2 separate regions of the Gossypium arboreum genome follow, and region 1 is linked to region 2. Evidence: chromatin contacts called from public Hi-C data. All regions are on one chromosome and are shown on one strand. Each heading gives the region's core, a stretch centred on a gene start, on an enhancer-like site or on the middle of the called end of the contact. The rest is flanking DNA. Distances are from core to core; before and after follow the strand shown. Region 1 holds the start of LOC108457955. Region 2 holds the start of LOC108460265 (salt stress-induced hydrophobic peptide ESI3-like).

What was found. Hi-C and Micro-C count contacts between places; a contact is called where the count stands out from the background.
Region 1: a Hi-C map of leaf shows a contact between it and region 2, with 2.4 times the contacts expected there. The contact joins the promoter of LOC108457955 here to the promoter of LOC108460265 in region 2. A contact is called at or near these places in 2 of 5 Hi-C or Micro-C datasets (both in leaf).

What each region holds. Positions count from the first base shown.
Region 1 is chr4:35,175,074-35,181,702 of ASM2569848v2, forward strand. LOC108457955 reads right to left here and starts at 4,506. Exons shown (of 8, transcript XM_053026448.1): 1 at 4,199-4,506; 2 at 3,578-4,076; 3 at 2,850-2,967; 4 at 2,011-2,132; 5 at 1,276-1,361; 6 at 586-695; 7 at 255-287; 8 at 1-59. The coding sequence starts at 4,289. The coding sequence ends at 12.
Region 2 is chr4:34,895,692-34,902,370 of ASM2569848v2, forward strand. LOC108460265 (salt stress-induced hydrophobic peptide ESI3-like) reads right to left here and starts at 1,994. Exons shown (of 6, transcript XM_053027107.1): 1 at 1,808-1,994; 2 at 445-1,396; 3 at 270-328; 4 at 96-195. The coding sequence starts at 1,384.

The DNA.
Region 1 (6,629 bases), core at 3,256-5,755, 280 kb after region 2:
TATGGATTCATTTAATGGGTGGCTTTCCGTGCTGGCTCTCTCCATGATCTCTTTCTACACTTCCATTCGAACATAAACAATCAACAAACACAAACAAAATGAGTCAAGAAACAATGTGGCTTCTCATGCAAAATGGCAACCCATACTCGAATATGTTCTCTCTCTATTTTATTCCAAATATGTGCAATACTAAAACACATGAACTTTTATACGAGTTGTATAGTTTAAAATAACCTGTACTCATTGAATTTTACCTGGATGACTTTTGTGATAATCCCGGGACCCTGCTATTTCAACAAAAAAGAACAGTTATGAGAAAAAAAAACTATGTTGCTCTGAATCTTCATTTCTTTTAAGTACTTGTGTCCAACGCCTATGTTCAACGCATTTTGGTTGCATGAGTATGAGATATAACCCTTCAAATACCCCTCCAATTACATGGAAAAAACTTTCAAAATTTTTTTTGAAGACACCCATTTTGGACACATTCATATCTGCTACCCAAAACTTGAATTCGAAAAACATAGGAAAACAACACAGTTTAAAATCCCAGGTCCCTAATGCCGTCATAAAAAAGATACGCACCTCAAACTTTTTCTCAATCCATGATATTCCTTCGAAACATTTTGATTTGAGAGATTCCCATGGCTGAGGAACTTTAATAGTCTCCACGTGCTGTAGAACTCTCAAGCTATCTGCAAAAAGAGTGTATTGTTTCAATTGATTTTATTGTTTAAATCTTCAGCCTTAAATACAAATCAAAGCCTAGCGATTTAATTCAGCATATTATCAGATCCTAATTGTTTCTTTTCATTTTCTATGAAGCATCCATGTCCAACACCTGGATCCAACACACATTTATGGAGGTATAATTCCCAAACCTTCGATAAAAAGATTAAACTACCTAGCAGGTCCATGTACCATAGGCTGAAGAGAACATTAGTACCTCTACTTCAAAGGTGAACAATTTAGCCCTTTTACATTTGATTTTGAAGCAAATTTGTAAATTTTAAATGCAGTACCCTTAACATTTAAAAATGCTGACTTTGTTTTAAAGAAACATAAGAAGAAAAATTCAACATTTTCTAAAACATGATAAGTACTAAATAGCTCGTTTCTTCACTGTCATTTTAAAACACAAGTATTTCTTGAACAGCAGTGTTTTCTCAGTCACTTTAAAACAATTTTACCTATTGCTTACGTGCATTTGCATGTACAATGCTGAAAAATGATGGCAAATCCAAACAAAAAATTATAAAATAGAAAATAGTTTACTGGTAACAAATGCCTCTTCCCAAAGTCGATGTTTTTCCCATGATGGTGCAACTTCACAAACTGGGATGCCTTTGCTATGGCATACTCTGCACGGATCGGATTGGACAGTTCACAATTTAGCACAGAAGATCATAGTAGATGCATATTATTTGTTTAATTCTAGTAGATTGAATTACTCGTATCTGCCATCCATGTCTGACACATTTGGACATGACTGAAAATATGACCTTCCAAGAATCTTTCAAATTCATGAAAATGTTTGAAAAAAATTGAGTAGACTTATGTTTGTATCCTACACTTATACCACTGATCCACCTCAAGAGCGCTGCACCAGCAATCAATCATGTAAGAATCTAAGATCTTTACAAGGTTTGGATACGAGTAATTTAGTAGAGGGCTTACCAGCTTCGAAGTCAACATGCCATTGACACAAAATAGAAATGATACTGAATGAACATAGTAAATTCTATGTAACTTTGATTCTTCATTTTCTTATAGTACATTTGACACATTTTCGGACATTAAATATGAGAATATGATCTTCAAATACATGAAAAAAACTAAAATAAAAATTAATATAAGCGCATCTGACACACCTATATCTAACAAACACCCAAATCCAACTGACATAAGTTAAATTTTATATGAAGCAAAGACTTTAGTTGAATGATTCCTTTCAGATAACAAAGAACAAATAAAAGAAAATTGAATTTCAAATATGAGAGAAGAGCTTACTCAATTACCAGTTGCCGAATAACACCGGGAAGAACACCATCGGAAACAGGCGCCGTCTGTACTTCAACGGAATACACATTATTGTAGCCATCCAGGTATTTCCCCTCTGCTTCACTCTTATCCTAAAAGCAAATGCCATAGGAGAATACAGATAATAAAATTAAGAGAAGAAGAAAGGAAGCACATAAACACCCATAGCTACACCAACACAACACAGAATGAAAATCGCTATAAAATAGTCGTAAAATATCATGAAAATCCATATTTTTCTACAATTCAGCCAGGCTCTTAGATTGTTAGACCTATGTTTCTTAGACCTGGGTATGAGTATCATATACAAGTGTGTATCAAATATGTTTTTTTTTCCTATGTTTTTCTATGTATTTGATGAATCCAAATCATATCCACATAATCATATCCACATACCCATATCTGAATATGCATTGGACACAAATCTCGAACAAAAGTACTTCAAGAAAAATGAAAAACTGGAACAACATAGGTCAAACTACTATCTTAATCTTTCTCCTAAAGTTGGCATCTAAAACCAGAAAATCATTCGATGCATGAAACATATACTCCCAATATAATGCTTAGAGCAAACAAGTCATTCACATAATTCTATGTTTCTGGCAATTGTATGAGTGTCCAGCACTGATATGTGCAAATTTCTTTTTCTTCTAAATTTTCCAAATACAAGGGTCATATCATATCCCCCATACTTATTGTTGAGAAAGTCTTGGATACAAGTGTTGAATACAAGTATTTTAAGAAAAATAGTGTCAAAGTACCCTATATAAACCCTTCCAAGTGTAGGTTCTGAATTCTTGAATACTTACCCTTTGGCATATGACAAAGAAGTTTGTAATGCAGCCTTCAAGTATTCGATCACCATCGTTAGACAACAAGAGCTCAGTCACTGAAGGAGGCCTCAATTTCTCCAATGGCTTCCTTAACCTATGCAGAATGTAAAGTTGTCAAATCGAAAGTTCATCACAAAATATCGAAAAGATATAAAGAAAACCAAAAAGTTCACATATATACGCATATATATATAATTATCTTGGTCCAACTCTTCATATTTCTATCCGATATCCATGTCCAATGCATACCCTGGCATTGATATTTCTATCCGATATACATAGAAATTTTGGGAAAAATTGTGCATACCCATGTTGGACATATATTTATAATTGACTCTCACATCCAAGTCCGACTAACATAAATTATCCACCAAAAAGAAAGACGAAACAACCTCAATAAGTCAATTTACGTTTTTCTTCCACCTGCATCTTAAATTTTCACATTTTCATGAAAATCTCAACTTATTTTCTTCCAAATGCAACTTGGCAATATCATACACCAACAACACATGAAAAATGTAACTAAAACATATTGCAGATGTAAAAGTAACATGAAAAAGATATGGATATATGAATGTATCAAAATGATTTAATTGTGAAATGTTCCCAAGAAATTTATAGAAATATTAAAAATTTTAAATATGATTATGACAATAAATAAATAAAGACAGGATACTAATACAAGAATTACAAGCAATTCTAACCTTACCCAATCTGAATACTTAGCATCGGCAAGATCCCTTCCGTGACCCACCAAAGCCAAATGTGCTCCACTTTCTTCTATCCCAAACACAGGAGGAATATAACTCCCTATATGCAAATGAAGATCAAGAACCTGAAAAACTCCTTTATCATCATCATCATCACCACCACCACCAACATTCTTCATTGCCTTCAGCTTCTCGATATCCCCAGAAACAAGAGCAGTAACCGCCAACTCCTCCCCTTTAGACCTCTCCTTGAGAGCAATGGGTAAAACTTGACTCAATGAATTACTAACCAATGACCGAATCCTTGACTCCCATTTCAATGCAGTGACAGGAAAAGGAGAAAATAACAATGGGCTTTTCTTGTTCGTCTTGAATATGAGTTCTGGGTTTGAATTTAGTAGAATTCTTGTAGAATTCGACAATCTTTTTAAATGTCTCTCCCAAAACAAAAGGGTTGTTCCATTTTCATGCGTTCTAGTTGTTGTGTAAGATCCTGAGAGTGGGAAAAGTTAATTTAATTAAGTGTTTTGCAAATTTTCAGTAAGATTTTTCTTCTTTTTTTTTGTTGACTGAAAAAGAATGGAAAGAGATGGAAATGGGTTTGGGTTTTAGTACCTGGAAGGGATTCAAGGAAAGTAGTGATGGGAGGAGCATCGGAGGAGCAAGAAAGGACGCCCTTGCTGTAGAGAAATCTCATGCTGTCCATCTTTTGCTCTGGCAGCGTTGGACAGATAAATTGAAGTGTTATTAGTAGATTGGGTTCGGGTTAAAAAAACTAAAGGTAAACAAGTGAGAAATAAAAATAAAATGGAGCAACATAAATGATACAATTATACAAATAAATAGGCAAATGCCTAATTTATTTTTTTTTAATTAGGCTCTTAAGTCATTTTCTTTTTTTAAATGGAGAGAAATAGGATGTTTTTGAAGGATTAAAATAAAGAGAGGATGAAGGATAGAATTTAAAATTGCATGTTCTTTGATGGCAGGTTAGATTGATAGGTAAGAAAGTAGAAACTAGATTTTAGGCTTTGTTATGGCTTTGGGCTTGGGCTTGGTTTTTGTGTAAGAATGGGTTTGGATATTGGGTTTAAGATATTTGGGTTTGGGGTTAATTTTCTATACTAAAAATTTGTATTTATAAAATATGAAAATATATGCATATATAACCGAGTTAGGTTTGGGTTTCAAAAATTCTATTCAAAGCTCAACCCGAATAGAAAACGGGCTGACATTTTTACCCAAGCTCATTTTTCAGGCTTTGTTTACTTGTCCAAACTTTCTCATATTTCGAGCATGTCTTTTGACTTGGGTAAGTAACTCAACCTTTGGACAACTCTGATGCCACCCTATTTATGGGCAACCCCAACTTGATCCTACTATTAGAAATGTCCCACATGGATGGCTAGGATCAATTATAGCCTAATATATCTCCCTAAGGCGTTTTTTTTTGCCTTCTAAGGCGATTTAAGGCCATTTTAAGCCATTCTCATGCACCCTAGCCCATTCTAGGCACTTCTGGTAAGTACTGGAAGGTTCCAATCGATTCTAGTGCTTCTCTTGCGCTCCATGCCCTTCTAGCATACCCAAGGCAGTTTTGGCGTGCTTGCTCACCTAGCCCTACTAACTTGGTTTTAACTCCCTAGCAACCCAATTCTCCTTTATCCATTGCTGCTTACGAGTTTTCTCAATTCTAGAGGGTTCCTTAAGTTGCACCACCATTCTGAATGCTTTTCCAATCTTCTAAAGACTTCTCCTACCTCTAGAAGCTTAGCCACCCTTATTAGAGGCCCAAACCCTTGATATCTCGAGAACTCTTCTAGTGTCTTGGTTGGCATTTTTTAACCTCATTGGCACTCCTATTTGCCTTCCTCGGTCTCAACACATGGTAATATGACACCAGCTTATCACATACTTCATAAATCCATTCATAAGGGAAATTGGGATTATCAATACTTGAAGAGTACATGAAAAAAAATCTCAATAGTCTCAATGATACAGGTTCAAATTTTGATTCAAGTAATTAAGAAATTAGTCAAGGATCAAGAAATCATGATAAAAGGTATATGTTAAATGCTAGAAAGAGAATAACCCAACAAATATGGAATGTTCAAGTAATTATATAAAATTGCATATAATGTTTGCTTCTCTTGTTACTTTTATCAATGATCATATTGTCTCGACTCCTTTTTAAATTAACATATGATTATTTGATTTTAATTTTACTTCTTGTTTAAAAAAATTCTCAAGTATTATTGATAACATTTTTATAATAATTAACATTTAAAAAATTGTAACTATGTAATTATAATTTACATTACCAAACATAATCTAATGAATCACAATGTTATACCATGTGGGAATTTATAATTCCTCATAATTACAAGTGAATATAATTAATGCCCAAATAATTACACTTTCATCTAATTAATTTGTGGTACCCAAATCTACTCTTAGGGTGTCTTAGTTTCACGGAAAATGTTTTATGCATTTCCCTATGATTGTTTCATGGAAAAATAACTTGTTCAATGGAAAATAATTTACAGGAAATAAGTCTCTTTTCTTGTAATTGATTTATCCTTTTGAAACTGGTAAGTCATTTTCTAAAGAGTTCTTTTGTGAGTAATTTTATTTTTATATAAAAATTAAATTGAATCAAGTCTAATATTATTATATTAATATTTTAATTTTAATTTTAAACATATTTAAAAATATTAAATGTTGATATAAAATATTATAATTTTAATATGATTAAACATACATACTTAATTGTTTATAATATAATAAATAATTATTTTAATAAATTATTTAATTTTATAATTTTATTTTAATAATTAAAATTTTGAAAATAATAATGTTAAATTTTAAGTAATATTCTTAATATATTATCGAAAAATATTTATATTAATATTTTAATAATAAATATAAATTACAATCTACAAATATTTAATAATAGATGTTTTATAATATAAAATATGATTAATTTAATTAAATCAAATATGAGTATTTGTTTAAACCATTCTTCACTTTATTTATTCCTACCAAT
Region 2 (6,679 bases), core at 744-3,243:
GATAAACCCCGACCAAATCAATATTGTAGGAACCAAAAAAAAAAAAAGAAAATCAATTTAAAATAATAATAAATAATAAACTCTTTCAACTTCACCCGTATCATGTTTTTGGGTGCTTAGATGAGGAGTTTTAACCTCCATCTGCTGTTGCTCGTAATCAGTACCTTGCTTGTCAATTTCCATGTTGGAACTAACCTGCAAAAGACGATGAATCAATCTGGTCCAAAGATGCATATTTTTACCATCGGACTAATAGAATTTGGAAGTACCTTCTCATCTAATTGGCCTGCGGCAATCGATCCAGTTGACTGACATGAATAGACCGGATCTGCATATATAATGTCGAGATTTTCAGTGCTAACACCTAATCTCAAACTTCATGGCTGTTCTTCAACTTGAATTTTCAAATTATGATCAAAAGCACTAATTGTCACTTTTTCATACCTTTAGCTTCAGAACCAGGAACACATTCAGCAGTAACCAGTGTATTGACATTCAGGGATGTGGCATCTACACCGACATTCGCAGCTTTCTTTATCAGTTCAGATATAGGAGTTTCTTGACCACCATCTAAGGCAATCAAATCTTCCTCATCAATTGCCATTGCAGCTTCCTCAACAATTTTAGTTTGTACACCTGAATCTTCGGATGCAGCAGACAAACATACAACTCGTTTCTGGTTTCCATGATTCAATTCATAACTATCCAAATTACCAACTTTACCTGTCTCCTTAGCTTGATTCAAATCTCCCCCACCTTCATTAATTCCGCTAGACTGCTCTGCGTTCTTACCTGCAGAACTATCTAGTGCACTGAAACGTAAAACCCTGGCTCCATTTACCTCATTCCAAGCCTTAGCTTCACCCCCTGAAACCTCATACCTTGAACCCAAATCACCAGCTAAATCACCTTCACTATCTAAGGTACTCGGATTACCCTCCAAACCAACTTCATCAGACTCATCACGACCACAAACTACATCATTAGAACAAGACCAAACCACACCTCCATTTACCTCATTCTGAGCCCTAGCTTCACCACCCAAAACCTCATTCCTTGAACCCAAACCACCTACCGCATGGCATTCACTATCTAAGGTTCTCATGTTAACCTCCAAACCAACTTTACTGAACTCTTGATGACCACAAACCGCTTCATCAATAGAACGGGCCTGAACTGCCCCTCCATCTCCCCCATCAATATGAACATGAGAATCCAAAACCTCCACCGTTACATCATCTCCATTACCAAGACCCGCTTCACCTCCTTCCTTGATCCGAATTCGATCCTCGCAAGCCATTGTTTCAACCACAATTTCACTAACAGTTACTGAAGATTCTGAAACAATACTCACTGAATCACCCTTCTCTTTTGCCTCATCCATTCAATAACCGATCTGGGTATTTTCCAAAATCATCAAAATTAAAGCTCCAAGACTGAAATTTGTAGGAGAAAAAAGAAAAAAAATAAAAACCGATAAAATAGACATTTTCAGACCATATAAATTATAGTGATAAAAGAACTCAGCAACTGTTTCACTAACTAAGCAAACTATTTCCTTAGCTTCATCCATAAAAATTCCAGGTGTTACTCAAAATCATTAAAAAAAAAAGGCTTCAGAATTTAAACTTCTCAAAGAAGGAAAAAAGTGGAAATTCTGATGAACCCTAATGACAAAAACTAAAACAAATATAAAGATACCTTCAAACTGAGAAATAGTAGGAGCAATGAAAGGAAAAGAAAATGATGAAAATTTTATTTCATAAACTAAAGAGATAAGATCTGAAGGTAAAGAATTTATGTTTACCTTCGAAAAACCTCGTGGCAAGACAACGGAAAAGGGCCTGAGGAGGATTTGAGTTTTGAAAGAGAGAATGAAAAAAAGTACCGAAGAGAGAATGGAGGGTTTATTTAACAGATCCAAAGACAATAAACAAAAGGAATAATATAATTTTTGCTCCTTGAAGTTAGTAACTAGGTTCATTTTGGCACTATAATTTTCTTTTAGATATTTAAACTTGACAACCAAATCCATTTAGTTTCCGAACTTAGATTTCGTCAATGATTTAATAACGTGATTAGTGTTCTATCAACATGATCGAATTGGTCAATTAAACTAATTGACTGAGAACCAATCAATACACTAGTCCAAACAAATGAGTCAATTGATTCAGAAACTACTCAAATCCAGTGAAACTTGAAACTGAGACAAAAACCGGTAGTTGAACTTTGTAGAAACCATTTTTTCTTTTTGAAAAATAGGGATCGACTTTAAAATAAAATATGGAGTCGCCACCAATCCTTTTTGTTTAGGTGTGATCAAATCACCTAATAAAACATTTTATTTTATTGAAATATTAATTTTGGCCTACGAGGTTCAAGAAAAATGGGTTCGTGAGTCGGTTACGTACGAGGAAGGATTAGCACCCTCGTTACGCCCAGAATTGGTACCTAATTGATTAAATAATGTCCTTATGTCTAAAATTTAAAAAGATTTTGAAATATGGTTTCTTTTAAAACATTTGAATAATTTGAATTAGATGTTGAGATTCTCTTGTCTAGAAAGAATAAAATATCATATCCAGCGCGTTTGGATACGACATTTCAAACTCTCTACCAAGGTCATATTATGATTTCCAAAATTCATGCATTGAAACTTTAAAAGGATATCCAATTATTCGGTCAAACGATAAATCGAAAACCAGCACTTCAGGCACGATTTCTCGAATTTCCAAACACGAAATACTTTCTTATTTTGAGAGATTTTTTAAATGAGGGTAATGATGAAAGTGGTGAAGTACATTTATTCGGTTTATTTGAAATAAAAAATGAAATGACCAATTTAAGGTAAATAAGTAAGCAGACTCGATCATAAATCAATACACAGAAATACGAAAGCAAAGTAACTAATATGGAAGATGTACATGGTTAATATATTACACCAATTATCAATAATATTACAAAAGTGCAAATATGTAAATTAAAGCACATAAAAACAAATAATAAACAAACAAACAATTCATAAAATAAACTATATGTATATAACCAAACAATACATGCAAAACTTTGAAATTAACTATAAATAAGTAAAAATAATTAATGTATAAAATACAAAGTTTAACATACAATGATCTTCAAAAATAAGTATTATAAGAAGAAATTTAAAATTAGTGCTATATTTACAACTAAAATGAATAAAACTATAATACAAATTATACACATGTATGCCCATATAAGAATTTAAAACTGTACATGTCAGAAAATTTTAACATAAATGAATTATATAAATATAATCTTATGAAAATGTATAAAAGAATATATATCAACTACTATCTATATAATATGAAATTCATGATTATACAAAATAATTTAAAACAAGATGTATTTGTTCATAATAATTAATTTACATAAAGTAAAAATTTAATATAAATAATGTATATATAAAAGAATAATAATATAAGAAAACATTTGAAACAAACAAAATATAATATCAAAATTGGATTCTTAAAAGGAACAAATAGAGTGATCATGGTTTTGATTTGGCACCAAGGCCCGCTTAGAAAAATGGGAGGGTTTGGGTAAAATATAGGCCGAAAAATGGGCTTGGGCAAAAAACGAGGCCCGTTTAAAAAGCGGGCAGACCTCGAGTAAGAGTTTTTTGGGCGGGCCCGGCCATTTCACCTACCAATTATATATTAATATATTTTTGTTTTTATTTTTAATTATTTTAAATTTTAATATAACTATTTTTTATTATATTGTTAATTTGTGTATTGTTTTAAGAATTGTTTTAGTATTATTTTATTTGTTTTAATATTTATTTTATGTTTTTAAATATATTTGATTTATTATATTTTTAAATTTTTTATTTAATAAAATAAGAAAAAAATTAATATGGGCCGGGCAGGGCTCAGGCTTAGTAATTTTATTTCGGGCGGGCTTGGGTAAAATTTTAGGCCCATATTTTGGTCGGGCGGGCCGGCCTAGTAGACGGGCCTAAAATTTTACTTGGGCCGGCCGAACCGGCCCGAACCCGCCCGGCCCGCCCATGATCACCTCTAGGAACAAATAATATACATAAATAAATTTAAAAGAAGAAGTATATGAACACGTTCGAGAAGGGATGGGATTTAAATAAGTAATTCGATTTAAATTATATATATTTATATATAAATATGAATGTATGAGGATAAATATTATATAAAAAATTTAAACATAGAATTACATGGAGAAAATTTTAAAATAATAAATTATATAATAAAAGAATTCAATAATATACAAAAGAAAAAAATGAAATTAATAAAATAGTCCAAAATAGTATGTTAAAATAATAGGTTAAAAAATGAATAATAAATAAATCTTAAGAATATAAAAACATAAATGTAAACTTAATTGAAATAAGAAACAAAATTGAAAGGATAATTTATAAATAAAGCAAATCATTAAAACAGAGCTGCGGATTGAAATAAAATGTGCACAAATGAGCAAGGACTTAGAAGATAAATATCCCGAATCTCAAAACACAGCGTTCAAATAAGGATTGAATTGAAACAAAGCGTAAATCCCAGGGAAAATGTAAAAACAAATAAAACATGATCGGGGCTTAATTAAGGATCAGTGCAGGAGGGGAGGGACTTATAGCACAAATATCCCTTCACCGCAAAAACGCACAGGTCCTGAGGGTAAACGAGTCGAGTGGATGGGTTGCGTCGTGAAACGACGCCGTTTCAACGCCAATACTTACGGCTTAAAACGACATCGTTTTTAAACACATATAAAAGCTAAAATTTGCCCTAAAAAATCATTTAGCAGACCATTTTCTCAAAACAAAACCCTAAATCATCTTTTAAATTCTCTTAATCTCCCATGCAGACTTCGACGGCACCAAAATATGCTTCTATCTCTGCCACGGCTTCAAACGGCCCCTAGGAATTCGTCTGCCTTTGGATCGAAAGAGCAAACGCCGACTAAGTCGACACCAAAACCACCAATAAGTAAACCCCTTCCCCATTTTAGATTCGTCGAATAGATTCAAAAGAAAGTAAAAAAAAAAAAAGAACAGAGAAATAGTCTGTGCATCACCTTTCGTAAACTGTTTTTGAATTGATTTCTATCCTTTCAATATGCCTGTGTTCGTTTTTTCTTTACATTTGATTCTCTTCAGCTTTATAGCCCAAAAAATAAATAAAAATAAAAGAAAAAATACAAATTTCCTTGTTGTAATTTGTTATTATTTGCTGTCAATTGTTGTTTGCTATTTTCGTTTGTTAGTCTATTGCAGGTACAGCTAAAGGGTGGCGCGTGTAGAGGCCGTTGTGGAAGTGGAGCTTGAAGCCCTTGGTGGCTGTTGCGGCGCTAAGCAGCAGGCTAGGGATTGGTTTTTTTTTTTTGGCTAGGGTTAGTCTTGGGCTTGAGATGTTAGTTCATTTTGAGTATTGGGTTTGGGTCTTAATTTCTAAGTCCTGATATATGTTTGGGCTACGTTTTATTATTGGGCTTAAGGGATTTATTCAGGTTATAACTGTTTATTGGACTTTAATATTTGTTTCTGTTTTTTTTGTTTTGTTTTGGATTAATTTTTGGTTGTTGGGCCCGGGCAAATTGGGCCTCTTACAAACTTGTTTAATAAACTTTTTAAAAAAATATAAATTTTTAATTATTTATATAATTATTGTTGGTCTAGCAGTTGAATCGATTGAATCAATGATGAATTGTCTGACCAGCTCAATCACTAGTTTAGTTATTAGGACTTTGTATGTGAACTCTAAGATTAATGACTGTGACGACCTTTTCATGGGCAGGATTATTCTCGAATTGGGAGTGTTTGGGCAAAATTATTATGTCCGAAAAATAGGGCTGGTTAAAAATATGAGTTGGACTCCAGATTTGAATATTCAAGGCCTGAGCTCGGCCCGGCATGATTTATTTTTTGAAGTTAGTGATGTTTTATATTATATTATTTTTTATATATTATAGAATTTATAACACATAAAAATTAAATTTTTAGTAGTATAATGTAAACATTAAAAAATGTTAAGATCACTATATATAAAATTTTAATAAATTAAAAATAATATAACTATATATTTTTAATTTTTTTAAAAAATAATATAATTGAGCCTAAAATGAAATTGGTTAATTTTTTACAAATATGGACATGTTTGGACAAAATTTTAGACTCATATTTCGAGTCAGACCAAGCTTAGGAAAAAATAAAGTGTATTAATATCATACTTAAGCCTGATCTAACCCATGAACACCTCTAGTATCATGTTATCATCTTAAAATTTACATAATTTCTTTTTATTTTTAAATAATGATATGACACAATTCTAAAATTCGACATATTCAAACCTTTTATATTTTTAAATTCAAAAACTAAAATAAATTTAATTGTTAAATTCAAATAGTAAAGTAAATTAAAAATACATATTCGAATTCAGGGCCAAATATGTATTATTCCTAAACAAAAAACGAAGTAAATTATGGGTTGTTGTCCTTTTCACTTTTTGTCATCACTCTCATCAAAGGATATTTATACTTAAATATTTTGGTTTGAGTTAAATTATTTTTGGGTTTTAATAATTATTTTATATTTAAACTTAATAATTATTTTTATATTAAAATTTAAGTTTTATTTATCTAAATTAATTTTTAATATTTTCTTAAAACCCTTCAA